2 separate regions of the Podarcis muralis genome follow, and region 2 is linked to region 1. A link is a contact called in public Hi-C data. All regions are on one chromosome and are shown on one strand. Each heading gives the region's core, a stretch centred on a gene start, on an enhancer-like site or on the middle of the called end of the contact. The rest is flanking DNA. Distances are from core to core; before and after follow the strand shown.

Region 1 (6,491 bases), core at 2,950-5,449:
TTTTTAAAAAAAATGTAGACAAAGAACATTTGATCTTACCAGTCCTGGTTTTCAATCCATTGTGCTAGCAGATGTCGGACTTCCATGGGAAATTTGTCATCATAAATCTGGTCTATCTGCTCCAGGAATTTTGCTTCTAACTGCTGGACTTGATTCCACTGAGACATACTACAAAGAATAATGCTTGTTTTGATGAGATATTAAACATTATCATGCAGGAGTGTATAAGAACATATGCAGAACCCACCAAATTGGGCCAATGACCCGTCTAGTCCAGCATCCTATTCTCACAGTGGCCTATGAGAAGACTTCAAGTAGGACATTGAGTGCAAGAGAACTCTGCCCACCTTCAATTTCCAGAAACTGGTACTAAGGCATATTCTCTTTGATAGTGGAGGTAGAATATATATGATACTCTTTCCTCCAGATTGCACTTGCTGCTTCAAGGTGAATAACCTTTTGCAAAATGATCACACATTTGTAGTGTGCAGCCTGCACAAATTTTGCCCAGGTTTTACTTTTATTTTGAAAATAAACATTTTTCTTTTCAAATACCAACTTGCTTTTATTTTACATAATAATAAACATGCATATGACGTATAATATATTTGACATGTTCAAAATCAGAACTATTCAGGATTTATAGTTGTCAGAATACTGTATACTGTTTTACCATTCACTTTGTGTTGTTTGGGAGATGCATTTTGATAGATCTCCTTGATATTCTGTGGCCTTTCAATGATGGTTGCTTGTTTTCACACTATGAGTGTGATGGGTGCAACTTATGTTGGGGCATAACTTGTGTTGTCGTTTCCAAAGAAGAGTAACAAATTCCTTTACATCTGCTCAATCACTCTTCAGTAACTACAGCTGGACAATGTTATGAACAGTGCTTTTAAAAGAACTTTAGGATTTATTCTTAGATGTTTGAGAAGCAGAGAGTATTGCCTTCTGTGTGGGCTGGGAACACAAACTTTTGGAGATATTCAATTTTGTAAGGCACAGCAGAGTTTGTTTATTTATTTATAGATTTGGGAAACTAGTAGGTATTTGACTCTTATCACCAAACAAGATGGAAAAGTCCACTTATGCAAAGAAACAAATAAATGAAGATGAATGCACCACAATACCCACCAAGTATTAAAATTGAGTCTGGGCATAGAGGGTTTGCAAAGGAAATATGATTCTACAGCTTCTTGTTTCAATTCTTCTTTGGGGAAAAAAAGATATTTGAGCAACTCAGTGTTGCGCTACTCCCAGGTTAAGTGCCCCCTCATCTACACTGGAAAATACAGGTATAGCACATTTACAAATGAGTCAGTTGCCTTTGACAATGATGAATAATAAACCCCCACCCCTGGCAAATGCTGACTTGTTTGTTTTCTGTTAAACCCAGGCAATGGAAAAACACAAGCAATGTGTATGTCATCAAGAACCATTTGGTTTCAAAAGAGGAAACTTGCTCCCAATGAGGAGAGTGGTGAAAAGAAAGTTGAAAAACAAAGTCAAGACGACCAAATCACTTCAAAATGCTTGGGAGACATTTAAAAACACAATAATAGAAACTAGAGTTTCAACTAGTCAACTGGAGCTTATACTGGAGATGGGACACGGGTGGCACTGTGGTCTAAACCACTGTGCCTCTTGGGCTTGCCGACTGGAAGGTCAGCAGTTCGAATCCCAGCGACAGAGGGTGCTCCTGTTGCTCTGCTCCAGCTCCTGCCAAACTAGCAGTCTGAAAGCACGCCAGTGCAAGTAGATAAATAGGTACTGCTGTGGCGGGAAGGTAAACGGCGTTTCCGTGCATTCTGGTTTCTGTCACGGTTTCTGCCAGAAACAGTTTAGTTATGCTGGCCACATGACTCAGAAAGCTGTCTATGGACGAATGGCGGCTCCCTTGGCTTGAAGTGAGATGAGTGTCGCAGCCGCCCATAGTCGCCTTTTACTGAACTTAACTGTATAGTCATACCTCGGGTTACAGACGCTTCAGGTTGCGTTTTTTCGGGTTACGGACGCGCCGAAACCGGAAGTACTGGAACGGGTTACTTCCAGGTTTCGGTGTTTGCGCATGCGCAGAAGCACTAAAATCACACTTTGCACATGCGCAGAAGTGCCGAATCGCAACCTGCGCGTGCGCAGATGCGCCGCTGCGGGTTGTGAACGTGCATCCCGCACGGATCACATTCGAAACCTGAGCGTCCACTGTGTAGGGGTCCTTTACCTTTCTATATATATTGGAGATGCATCATGAGAGCAAAAAGATGCCAGCATAATGCAAGCAGACAGTAAGGTAAAGGTAAAGGTACCCCTGCCTGTATGGGCCAGTCTTGCCAGACTCTAGGGTTGTGCGCTCATCTCACTCAAGAGGCTGGGAGCCAGCGCTGTCCGGAGACGCTTCCGGGTCACGTGGCCAGCGTGACAAGCTGCATCTGGCGAGCCAGCGCAGCGCACTGAACGCTGTTTACCTTCCCGCTGGTAAGCGGTCCCTATTTATCTGCTTGCCCCCGGGAGTGCTTTCGAACTGCTAGGTTGGCAGGCGCTGGGACCGAGCAACGGGAGCGCACCCCGCCGCGGGGATTCGAACCGCCGACCATGTGATCGGCAAGTCCTAAGCGCTGAGGCTTTTACCCACAGCGCCACCCGCGTCCCTGCAAGCAGACAGTAAGCGATGCTAAAAAAGAATTTGAGGAGCACATTGCTGATGACATTAAGTTTTTAAGAATCTATTAGTAGTTGCAGACCATCTAGGCAGGCGTTTGGATGACAAAGGAATCAAAGGTGTGCTAAAGGAGGATAAGAAGTTTGTGGAGAAACTGAAGGAATTCTTTGCAACTCTCTTCAGAAAAGAATATGTAGGACAGAAGGGGAATCTGAGGATTATGTTCCTGCCCTGATTGACAAAATAACTAATGAGAAATCACCCGATCTGGGTGGCATCCACGCAACAGATTTCAAAGAACTCAGTTGTGGAATTGCTTATATTTTAACAAAAAATATGTAACTTGTTCTTCAGATCTGCCTCCATACATGAGGACTGGAAAGTAGCCAATGTAACACCTTAAAAACAAAAACGTAACCAATGGGGGATCCTGGAAATGACAAGCCAGTTATCTTAATATCTTCCTGGGATGGGGAAACTGGTGGAAAGTATTGTTAAGGATAAAAGCATCAAGCTTATACAGGCTTGCTGAAGCACAGCTTCTGCAAGGGCAAGTCCTGTTCACAAATTTAGGTGAGTTATTGGCAAGTGTCAACAAGTCTGCAGATAGAGGTGATATCCTGTTGATATATATTTTGGACTTTCTCAAAGCTTCTGACAAGGTACCTCATACAAGTAAGCTTAGAGGTAATGGAATAAGAGGCAAGGTCCTCTTGTGGATTGGTTAAGTAAAAGGAAGCAGAGGGTAGGAATAAAAGGGACAGTTTTCCAGCTTAGTCGGGACAGCCTCCCTCCCAAATACTTTCCTCAAGTCGGCCACCCATAGCTACCATTCCCACCTTCACACGAACTACAGTTCCCTGGAGGCGGGTGAGGAGTGGGGGGGGGGGGGAGAGAAATAACATGCTTTAACGGTGTTAAAATTAAATAATAAAACGTGGCGGGGGGTTGGGGGGCCCACATGCTGCTCCGCCTCAGGCCAAAAAAAAAAGGGGGGGGGGAGAAAAAGCGAAGTTCTGAGGTGAATTTTGCCCGCTTCTCGGCGTCTTCCCGCCTTTCCTCTCCCGGCTCTCCCCCCCCCCCCCTTCTCTTCCTCGCGCGCCTTCTTGACTCACCTGCCTCAGGGGCTGCAGAAGCCGAGAGAAGAGGGGCTTCGGCGCCTGGCGATAGAGCGAGAAGGGGCGTCCAGGGGGTGGCTGGGCGGGCTCTCCGGGCTCCTGGGCGTCAGGGGAGCGGACGGGACGGGGTGTGGGTGTGTGTGGTGCGTGTTTGTGTAAAAGAAATAAAAAATGCGGTCGGAAAAACGGGGAGTTCCCTGTCAGCCGCGGAGCCTCTGCTGAGGCCGAAGTGTTCTGGGCTGAGGATGTGTTTCTCTTCAGTCTCTCTCTCTCTCTCTTTTCTCCTTCCGCTCTGTTCTCTGTCACAGAATATTCAGCCATAGAATATTATTATTATTATTATTATTATTATTATTATTATTATTATTATTATTATTATTATTATTATATCTCTCTTTTCTCCTTCCACTCTGTTCTCTGTCACAGAATATTCAGCCATAGAATACTACTACTACTATTAATAATAATAATAATAATAATAATAATAATAATAGTATTCTATGGCTGAATATTCTGTGACAGAGAACAGAGTGGAAGGAGAAAAGAGAGATATAATAATAATAATAATAATAGTATTCTATGGCTGAATATTCTGTGACAGAGAACAGAGCGGAAGGAGAAAAGAGACAGAAAGAGAGACTGAAGAGAATCAATAATAATAATAATAGTAATAATAATAATAATAATAATGGTATTCTGTGGCTGAATATTCTATGACAGAGAACAGAGCAGAAAGGCGAAAAGAGAGAGAGATAATAATAATAATAATAATAATAATAATAATAATAATAATAATAATATTGATTCTCTTCAGTCTCTCTCTCTTTTCTCCTTTCCACTGTGTTCTCTGTCATAGAATATTCAGCCATAGAATACCATTATTATTATTACTATCATTATTATTTGGATTCATATACCGCCCTATGCCCAGAGGTCTCAGGGCGGTTCACAGAATGTAAAACCCAAATATAAAACCACAAAAATCACGTAATCAAAATAAAACAACAACCCAATCACCCCCACCCTTCAAAAAGCACATTAATATATTTGTGCCCCGCCATAACCCCTGACGGGTACGGGGGGGGGGGGGAGGAGGCAGCTGTCCCTCCAAATCAATAAAAACCAATAAAAAATATATTAAACACAGGTTTTGCCTCCCTCACGCAGACATTATAATTAATTAATTAAATTGGTTTACCGCCCTATACCTGGAGGTCTCAGGGCAGTTCACAGAACATAAAATCAATATGTAAAACCACAAAAAAAAAACAACCACCCAGTAACCACCCCCAAAAAACCCCACTTTATTTTATTTGTGCCCTGCCATTTCCCCTGAAAGGGGCATAGGGGGGCAGCTGCCCCTCCAAATCAATTAAAAAAACTAATGGAGCTTTTGCCCCCCCCTAACATTATAATCAATCAATTAATTAAATTGGTCTACCGTCCTATACCTGCAGGTCTCAGGGCGGTTTGCAGGATAAAAGCACAATACAGAAACCACAAAATAAAAACCCAAACAACCCAATTACCCCCTTCCCACCCGACATTTTAAAAGGACATTGGATGATAACCAACCAAAGAGCACCACTCCGATTCCTGAAGAACAGAGAAAGTGGGATGGAGAAAGCGCTCTCAAAAATGTATAGGGAATGCTCTTGAACCCTGTATTCATGAGGGTTACGTAAAATGCTTAATGTGTAGAATGCTGTTGAGCATTGAAAGTACTTCACATTCATTAAGGTAAAGGGACCAGTGACCATTAGGTCCAGTCGCGGCCGACTTTGGGGTTGCGGCGCTCATCTCGCTTTCTTGGCCGAGGGAGCCGGCGTACAGCTTCCGGGTCATGTGGCCAGCATGACTAAGCTACTTCTGGCGAAACCAGAGCAGTGCACGGAAATGCACTTCCCGCCAGAGTGGTACCTATTTATCTACTTGCACTTTGACGTGCTTTCGAACTGCTAGGTTCTGCAGGAGCAGGGACAGAGCAACGGGAGCTCACCCCGTCACGGGGATTCGAACCGCTGACCTTCTGATCAGCAAGTCCTAGGCTCTGTGGTTTAACCCACACCGCTACCCGCGTCCCTACTTTATATTCATTACCTAGCTGCAATCCTTACAACAGCCCCATATTATTCTCCCCCCTATTGCAGACAGGGTGGGAAGCCTGCGGCTTGCTTAAGGCCCCCTAGTGATTTCATGGCAGACTCATTTGACCAGAGGCTTTTGTGGAAACAGCTTAGCCACTATGCGACTATGCTCTGATCAGAAATCGCATAGACTGCATATTTCCACAACACAATGTGGTACAATTCCAGGAAGGGTGCCAGGCAAAGGCAGATATTTTTCTTCCAAAGATACACGTGGGTAGGATGTGCTGGGTATGCAGACTGGAGAGAACCATGTTGAATTATCCATAAAGGGGATGCTATCCAGTAAAGTCACCCAACTTTGATAAATCAGCTTTGCAGATAAGTCCATAAAAGTAACAACAACAAAAAATGTTTTCTAACTTGCCAGACCACAGAAACCTACGTTAATCATCTGTGGAACATCGACAGCATAAAAAAAGGGTGGGGAAATTTGGAGAAAGAGAGAGAGAGAATGAACTGGCTTTCTTGTTTCTATAGGTATTTCTGACTGGTTGCTTGGAGGCAATTCTTACTGTGCCACAGATGACTAGGTAAGGGGCACTTTCAAAGGCTTGTCAACACATG
Region 2 (6,491 bases), core at 1,693-4,192, 180 kb after region 1:
GTTCAAAAGCATGTCAAAGAGCAAGCAGATAAATAGGTACCACTCCAGCGGGAAGGTAAACGGCGTTTCCGTGCGCTGCTCTGGTTCGCCAGAAGCGGCTTAGTCATGCTGGCCACATGACCTGGAAGCTGTACACCAGCTCCCTCAGCCAATAAAGCGAGATGAGCGCCGCAACCCCAGCGTCGGTCATGACTGGACCTAATGGTCAGGGGTCTCTTTACCTTTACCTTTACCTTTACCTTTAGCAGGTCTTATATTAAAGTTATGCTCCAACTTTACATCCAGCAGACCTCATTTAATGTGCAAGGTAAAGTAAAGTTCTCTAAAGGTTTTGCTCCGCTGGTTCCTTGCAAGATTTATCTACCTTACGAGAGAGTTGTGTGCTTCTTTAATTTTGCACATTCAGTAGCGTTTGTTTGCTCTTTACCAGAACCCCAAGGCATAGCTGTCAACTTTCAGATTTGAAAATAAGGGATCGGCAGCCTCACCTGTCCCGGGGACAGTCTACGGGATATCTAACAATCCAGGATAGCAGTGGGAAGCAGCGGGGAACGGCACTGGAATAAGGGAATATCCCGCAAAAAAAGGGAAGGTTGACAGCCATGCCCCAAGGTTCTTGTTTCCCCAACCTTAAGTACAGTCCCGCACATTTCCACATCCATTTGCTATTAAAAAGAAACATTCTTGTGAAAATTGATCAGTATTAGAGAGTGAATTTCTCTTAACAGACACATTATTGTTTGCAGTCTTGCCCAACATACACATTTCTGCAAAGCCATTTCCCCTAATACAGAGCATCTTCATATGATACTTTCGACAATAAAGGTATTTTTGAAGTACACACTTTTCTCCAGAGAACTGCGAATTTCAAAGGATGACTTGTTTTGATTTACATATTGTTTTAGAAAGTCAGATTAGGTAGGTTCACTTTTAAATGCAAATTGAATCATATTTTGTCCTCCTTCTCTGCTTAGCCAAGGTAGCAGAGCCAAGCGTGCAAGTCCTTTCACATAAAAATCCCCTCTTGGTCTCCTCTCCACCTCTCCCCAGCCCCTGGGATCCTTTTAGGGAAAGAAGGAAGCCTTTTTTAGTCTTTATGGTTAGACATTCGGGAGGCAGAAGTCCTTGCTAATCTACTTCAAGTCCCTGAGATCCAGCAGCAGATCCCCATTTATCTTCTGCCCACTCCTGACCTATAGGGTTTGTAATAGCTAGAAAATAAAACCTCTAGGATTTGTAATAGCTACAAGGTAAAACCACAGTATGATGCAGGATTTTGGCGTAGGCAAGCGAGCAACAGAGCGTAGCTCAAACCCTTTTCATCCTTAACCTGCAAGGATACTGTCAAAAGTGACAAGCAAAAATGCTACTGAGATGAGATAAACTCTCTTTGGGAATTTAAGGAGTTTTGCTCACTTAAAAAAAAACAAACCCTGGACCTTCTTCAAGATAGTCTCCATCCCCAAACCACTGAAAGATAGCCTCAAAGTAGAATATACCACCCAATCTCATGAATAAACCAAGACTACAAGATACTCACGTCAATCTTGGCCAACCGCCTAAAATTTTTCCTACACAAGTTAAAAGCCTCAGACCAGACTGGCTTCATCCCTGGTCGCAATATAACAGACCCCATTACTGAATCTGATTGAACACAGCAAGGCAACTAAACTCCCACTGACAATCATGTCCCTAGACATCCTCAAAGCTTTTGATTGCTTAGAGTGGTAATACCTATTAGCAGTGCTAACTAACATGAAATTTGGTCCTAACTTCTTACAAACCCTCAAATATACTCCTGAGTCTCAGCAAAATGCAGGACTAACAGTATGGACGCCAATACCATAGCAATCCAAAGAGGCACAAAACAAGAATGCCTGCTATCTCCCTTCCTATTCATCCTGACTCTGGAACCCTTAGCAACCAAATCCGAGCAGCCACAGATATCAAGGGAGTGGAAATAAAAAGCAGAACCTATAAATTAGGGCTCTTGGCAGACAACTTAATGGTCACAACACCAGACCCCATAAACACAGCAACCTCCCTAATCAGAGAACTCAACGCATTTGCAATGGTGCCGGGCCTACAGGTAGATTTTGCAAAGTCCGAGGCTATGTGCTTCAACACCCTGCCACCCTGCCCAAAAATAATTTGCAAAGATAAAACTTTGTTGCACCAAGTTCAGATACCTAGGGGTACAAATAACCAGAAACCTCAGCAAATTATACCTTCACAACTACAACCCCTTGTGATGACAGATCAACAAAGGCCTGAAGAGATGGAACAACACCAACTTCACTCTCTCAGGCAAAATAGCCATGATCAAGATGATCACCCTCCCAAAATTAACCTACCTATTCCAAACCCTCCCAGTCAGGATTCCCCCAGCCCAAATTCACAAATGGTAGAAAAAATTACTCATTTATCTTCTCACGCAAAAAAACCCCAACAACAAGAATAAGCCCCAAATACCCGCAACTCCCCTCCTCAACAGCACTTAAGAAGAGGAGTTTGGATTTGATATCCCGCCTTTCACTCCCTTTAAGAAGTCTCAAAGCGGCTAACATTCTCCTCTCCCTTCCTCCCCCACAACAAACACTCTGTGAGGTGAGTGGGACTGAGAGACTTCAGAGAAGTGTGACTGGCCCAAGGTCACCCAGCAGCTGCAGGTGGAGGAGCAGGGAATCGAACCTGGTTCCCCAGATTACGAGTCTACTGCTCTTAACCACCACACCACACTGGCTGACCTACAAAAGCTGGTTTTCTTATTTGATTGATTAAGTAGACCTACACTTTCAGGAGTACACTTGCAGTTCTCTTTAAAAGGCCAGCATGCAAAGCTGCTCAAGCGATTCTCATAATAATGCATGCTTCTATATTCAAGCAAGCACTTGGAGTTTGAGTTGACTTTGTGCAGCACAGTCTCCATTTCTGTGACTCCTTAGCAGCGCTCCCCTGTCACGACTTACCTCTTTATATATAAGGCACTGCAAGAAGCTGACTTGATTGGTCTCCCCTGTCAACATCAACGTAAACGAGCGAGGGGGAGCCCCACCCCAAAGCAATCTGCAGTTGTCGAAAAAGGAAAACTGTGGCAAAAAATTTTAAAGAGATAGCCCAGCAGCCGAGCCCTGTTTGGTTTGTTCTGCTCAAATACTTTATTAAAAATATTTTTACTCTGCTTTTCAGCCAAAAGAAAAGGCTCCTGCAGTGACTTAGCATGATCAATAATAAGCTTATGCTTACAATAACACACACACACAACACAAAAGGAAAAATGGCTTGCTGGGAGAAGGGGAAAAAAAACCCCTCAGGCACTAGTTTTCAGTTACAAGGTTTCTGTAAGTTTTCTTTCTGGCATGAAGGGAGAAAGCCAGCTCACTACAACTGTCCTTTCTTTGGCTGATTAGTCCAACCATTGAAGGCAGCCCTGTTTAGGGAAGTTTTTAATGCCCGATGTTTTATCGTGTTTTTAATTTTCTGTCGGGAGCCGTCCAAACAGGCACTTGGAGTTTGAGTTGCTCTCGCCCAGGGAAGTCTCCATTTAAGAATCCAATTCTGTGACTTCTTAGCAACCTTTCCCTGACATGACTTATATTTAAAATCATATAGATATGATTCTATTCTGTGAACCACCCTGAGACTCCCAAGTATGGGGCGGTATATGAATTCAATAAAATAAAATAAAATAAAGATAAACATGAGTGCATTGGGATAGGGTGTGGCAAAGGTGATGATAGTAGGATCTTGTCTCCTAATTTTCGTTACTTGCACAATCTTCTATCTAGCTCAACTGGTAGAGAATGAGGCTCTTAATCTCAGGGTGATGTGTTTGAGCCCCATGTTGGGCAAAATATATTTTCATTGCAGTGGGTTGATCTAGATGACCTTTGTGGTCCCTTCCAACTCCACAACTCTACGGTTCCTGGTCAAGTTCCTACATAGATTGTTCTCGTTATGAAGATTCAGGAGTGTTAGGTTGTCCTGTGGTTCTGAAAAGAAATTGTATCTGGGATTTTATTGAGCTGTGTTTGAGAAATGCTTATTAAAGGTGTGCCTTCCCTTTAGCCATTCATTTGCTTCCCTCTGGTGTTGAAATGTACGTATTGCTCTATAACAGCCTTCCAGGATGAGGATCCTGCAGGTGTTGCTGAATTACAGCTCTTCCCATTCCTGAATTTTGGCCATGCTGCCTAGGACTGAAGGGTGCAGAAGTTTTAACAGCATTTGGAGGGCCACAGGTACTCCACCCCCCATTCATGCAACTGTGAGTAATAATACAAAAGGGACAAATACAACCACAATGTATGACTTCTTAGCAAATTCTAGTTACAGGTAGGTAGCCGCGTTGGTCTGCCGTAGTCGAAACAAAATAAAAAAAATTCCTTCCAGTAGCACCTTAAAGGTAAAGGTAAAGGGACCCCTGACCATTAGGTCCAGTTGCGGGCGACTCTGGGGTTGCGGCGCTCATCTCGCTTTACTGGCAAAGGGAGCCGGCATACAGATTCCGGGTCATGTGGCCAGCATGACTAAGCTGCTTCTGGCGAACCAGAGCAGCGCACAGAAAAGCCGTTTACCTTCCGGACGGAGCGGTACCTATTTATCTACTTGCACTGTGCTTTCAAACTGCTAGGTTGGCAAGAGCAGGGACCGACGGGAGCTCACCCCGTCGCGGGGATTCGAACTGCCAACCTTCTGATCGGCAAGTCCTAGGCTCTGTGGTTTAACCCACAGTGCCACCCGCGTCCCTAGGAGCACCTTAGAGACCAACTAAGTTTGTTATTGGTGTGAGCTTTCGTGTATCTGAAGCAGTGTGGACGCACACGAAAGCTCATACCAATAACAAACTTAATTGGTCTTTAAGGTGCTACTGGAAGGAATTTATTTTTATTTTCTTAGCAAATTGGAATAGTTAGGTGGCCAAAGGCAAATGTAGAGATTCTTATTTTTTTAGGAAGTTCTTCTTCTTCTTTTTTAACAAAATATTTTTATTGAACAATTTCAACATAACAAATTATCAGTTAGGAAGTTCTTCAAATAGATTGCTCCTGTTCTATTCCTGTCTCGGCTCCTAGGCCAGGACCCGCCCCCCCCCCACGCCCGATTGTTTATTCAATTTGCTATATCTTTCGTTGCCACATGAAGCCTATGATAAGAGAGAAAATGGCCAGGCCACAATGGACCTCCCTCCCCCACCCAAAAAACCCCCTCCCCCCTCCGCTACTTACTTTCTTTGGTGGCACTTTCCACCAAGCTCCCAGACAGTGGGGAACAGTGGATTGTGGCACTTTTGTATGTGTTTTTTTAATAAATATTTTTATTACATTTTACATAATAAATTTAATTTCAACATATCTTTTTTAAAAATAATCTTTATCAGTTTCCCACATAAACATATATACATAGATAACAAGTCATACAAAACAAAAGCAATAAAAGGAAAGGGAAAAAGGAAAAGAAAATACAATATATTACAATTAAATAATTACAATGCAAAACTTCCAATCATGCTCATTATACTGCTTATATTGTCAATGTTTCCTTGCACAGATTTATATTATTTCATATTATTTTTATATAATCCGATACAATATCTAATACGCTTTTTGCTTACAAGTATCAATCTAGTTCTGCAAGTATATTGTTGTTTGTACAATACAATTTTAGATATTCCTTAAATATTTTCCATTCTCCGTATACTTTCTGGTTTGACACGCCTCTGACTCTTCCCGTCAGTTTTGCTAGTTGCAGGTACTCTATCATAAGAGTCTGCCATTCTGTTAGCGTTGGTAGTGTTTCATTTTTCCAGTTTCTTGCCACTATTAGTCTAGCGGCCGTGATCGCATACATGAACAGTGGTCTTATAACTTTAAAAAATTCTATTGGTTGTTGTTGTTGTTGTTTAGTCATTTAGTCGTGTCCGACTCTTCGTGACCCCATAGACCAGAGCACGCCAGGCACTCCTGTCTTCCACTGCCTCCCGCAGTTTGGTCAAACTCATGTTAGTAACTTCAAGAACTCTGTCCAACCATCTCATCCTCTGTCATCCCCTTCTCCTTGAGCCCTCAATCTTTCCCAACATCAGGGTCTTTTCCAGGGAGTCTTCTCTTCTCATGAGGTGGCCAAAGTATTGGAGCCTCAGCTTCAGGATCTGTCCTTAGTATACCTAATAAGAAGATCTCTGTTCTTTTTTTAAATTTAAATAGTTTTTTGAGTTCACTGTAAATGTTGTTCCAAAATTCACGGATATCTACACAGTTCCACCACATATGAAAATATGACCCTATGCCCTTTTTGCATCTCCAGCATGTTGGTGACCTGCCTTTATACATTTTAGCAAGTTTTAAAGTGGTATGGTGCCATCTGTATAGCATCTTCATAGTGTTTTCCCTGAGGTTGTATCAGGATAATTTGAACATATCAGTCACCTTCACATGGCACTTTTGAAAGGGAGCCGAGCTCAGCTTCCATCCATAGTGGCTGCCAGCCAC

The links. A called contact is a pair of places that touch in the nucleus more often than the background predicts.
Region 2: a contact with region 1 is called in a Hi-C map of tail, with 4 times the contacts expected there. The contact joins the promoter of LOC114585314 here to the promoter of STAT4 in region 1. A contact is called at or near these places in 2 of 3 Hi-C or Micro-C datasets (blood and tail).

What each region holds. Positions count from the first base shown.
Region 1 is chr1:120,337,011-120,343,501 of rPodMur119.hap1.1, forward strand. STAT4 (signal transducer and activator of transcription 4) reads right to left here and starts at 4,200. Exons shown (of 24, transcript XM_077917375.1): 1 at 3,775-4,200; 2 at 40-168. The coding sequence starts at 167.
Region 2 is chr1:120,521,544-120,528,034 of rPodMur119.hap1.1, forward strand. It overlaps LOC114585314 (baculoviral IAP repeat-containing protein 5.1-like), which reads right to left and starts at 2,943. Exons shown (of 4, transcript XM_028707845.2): 1 at 2,792-2,943. The coding sequence starts at 2,929.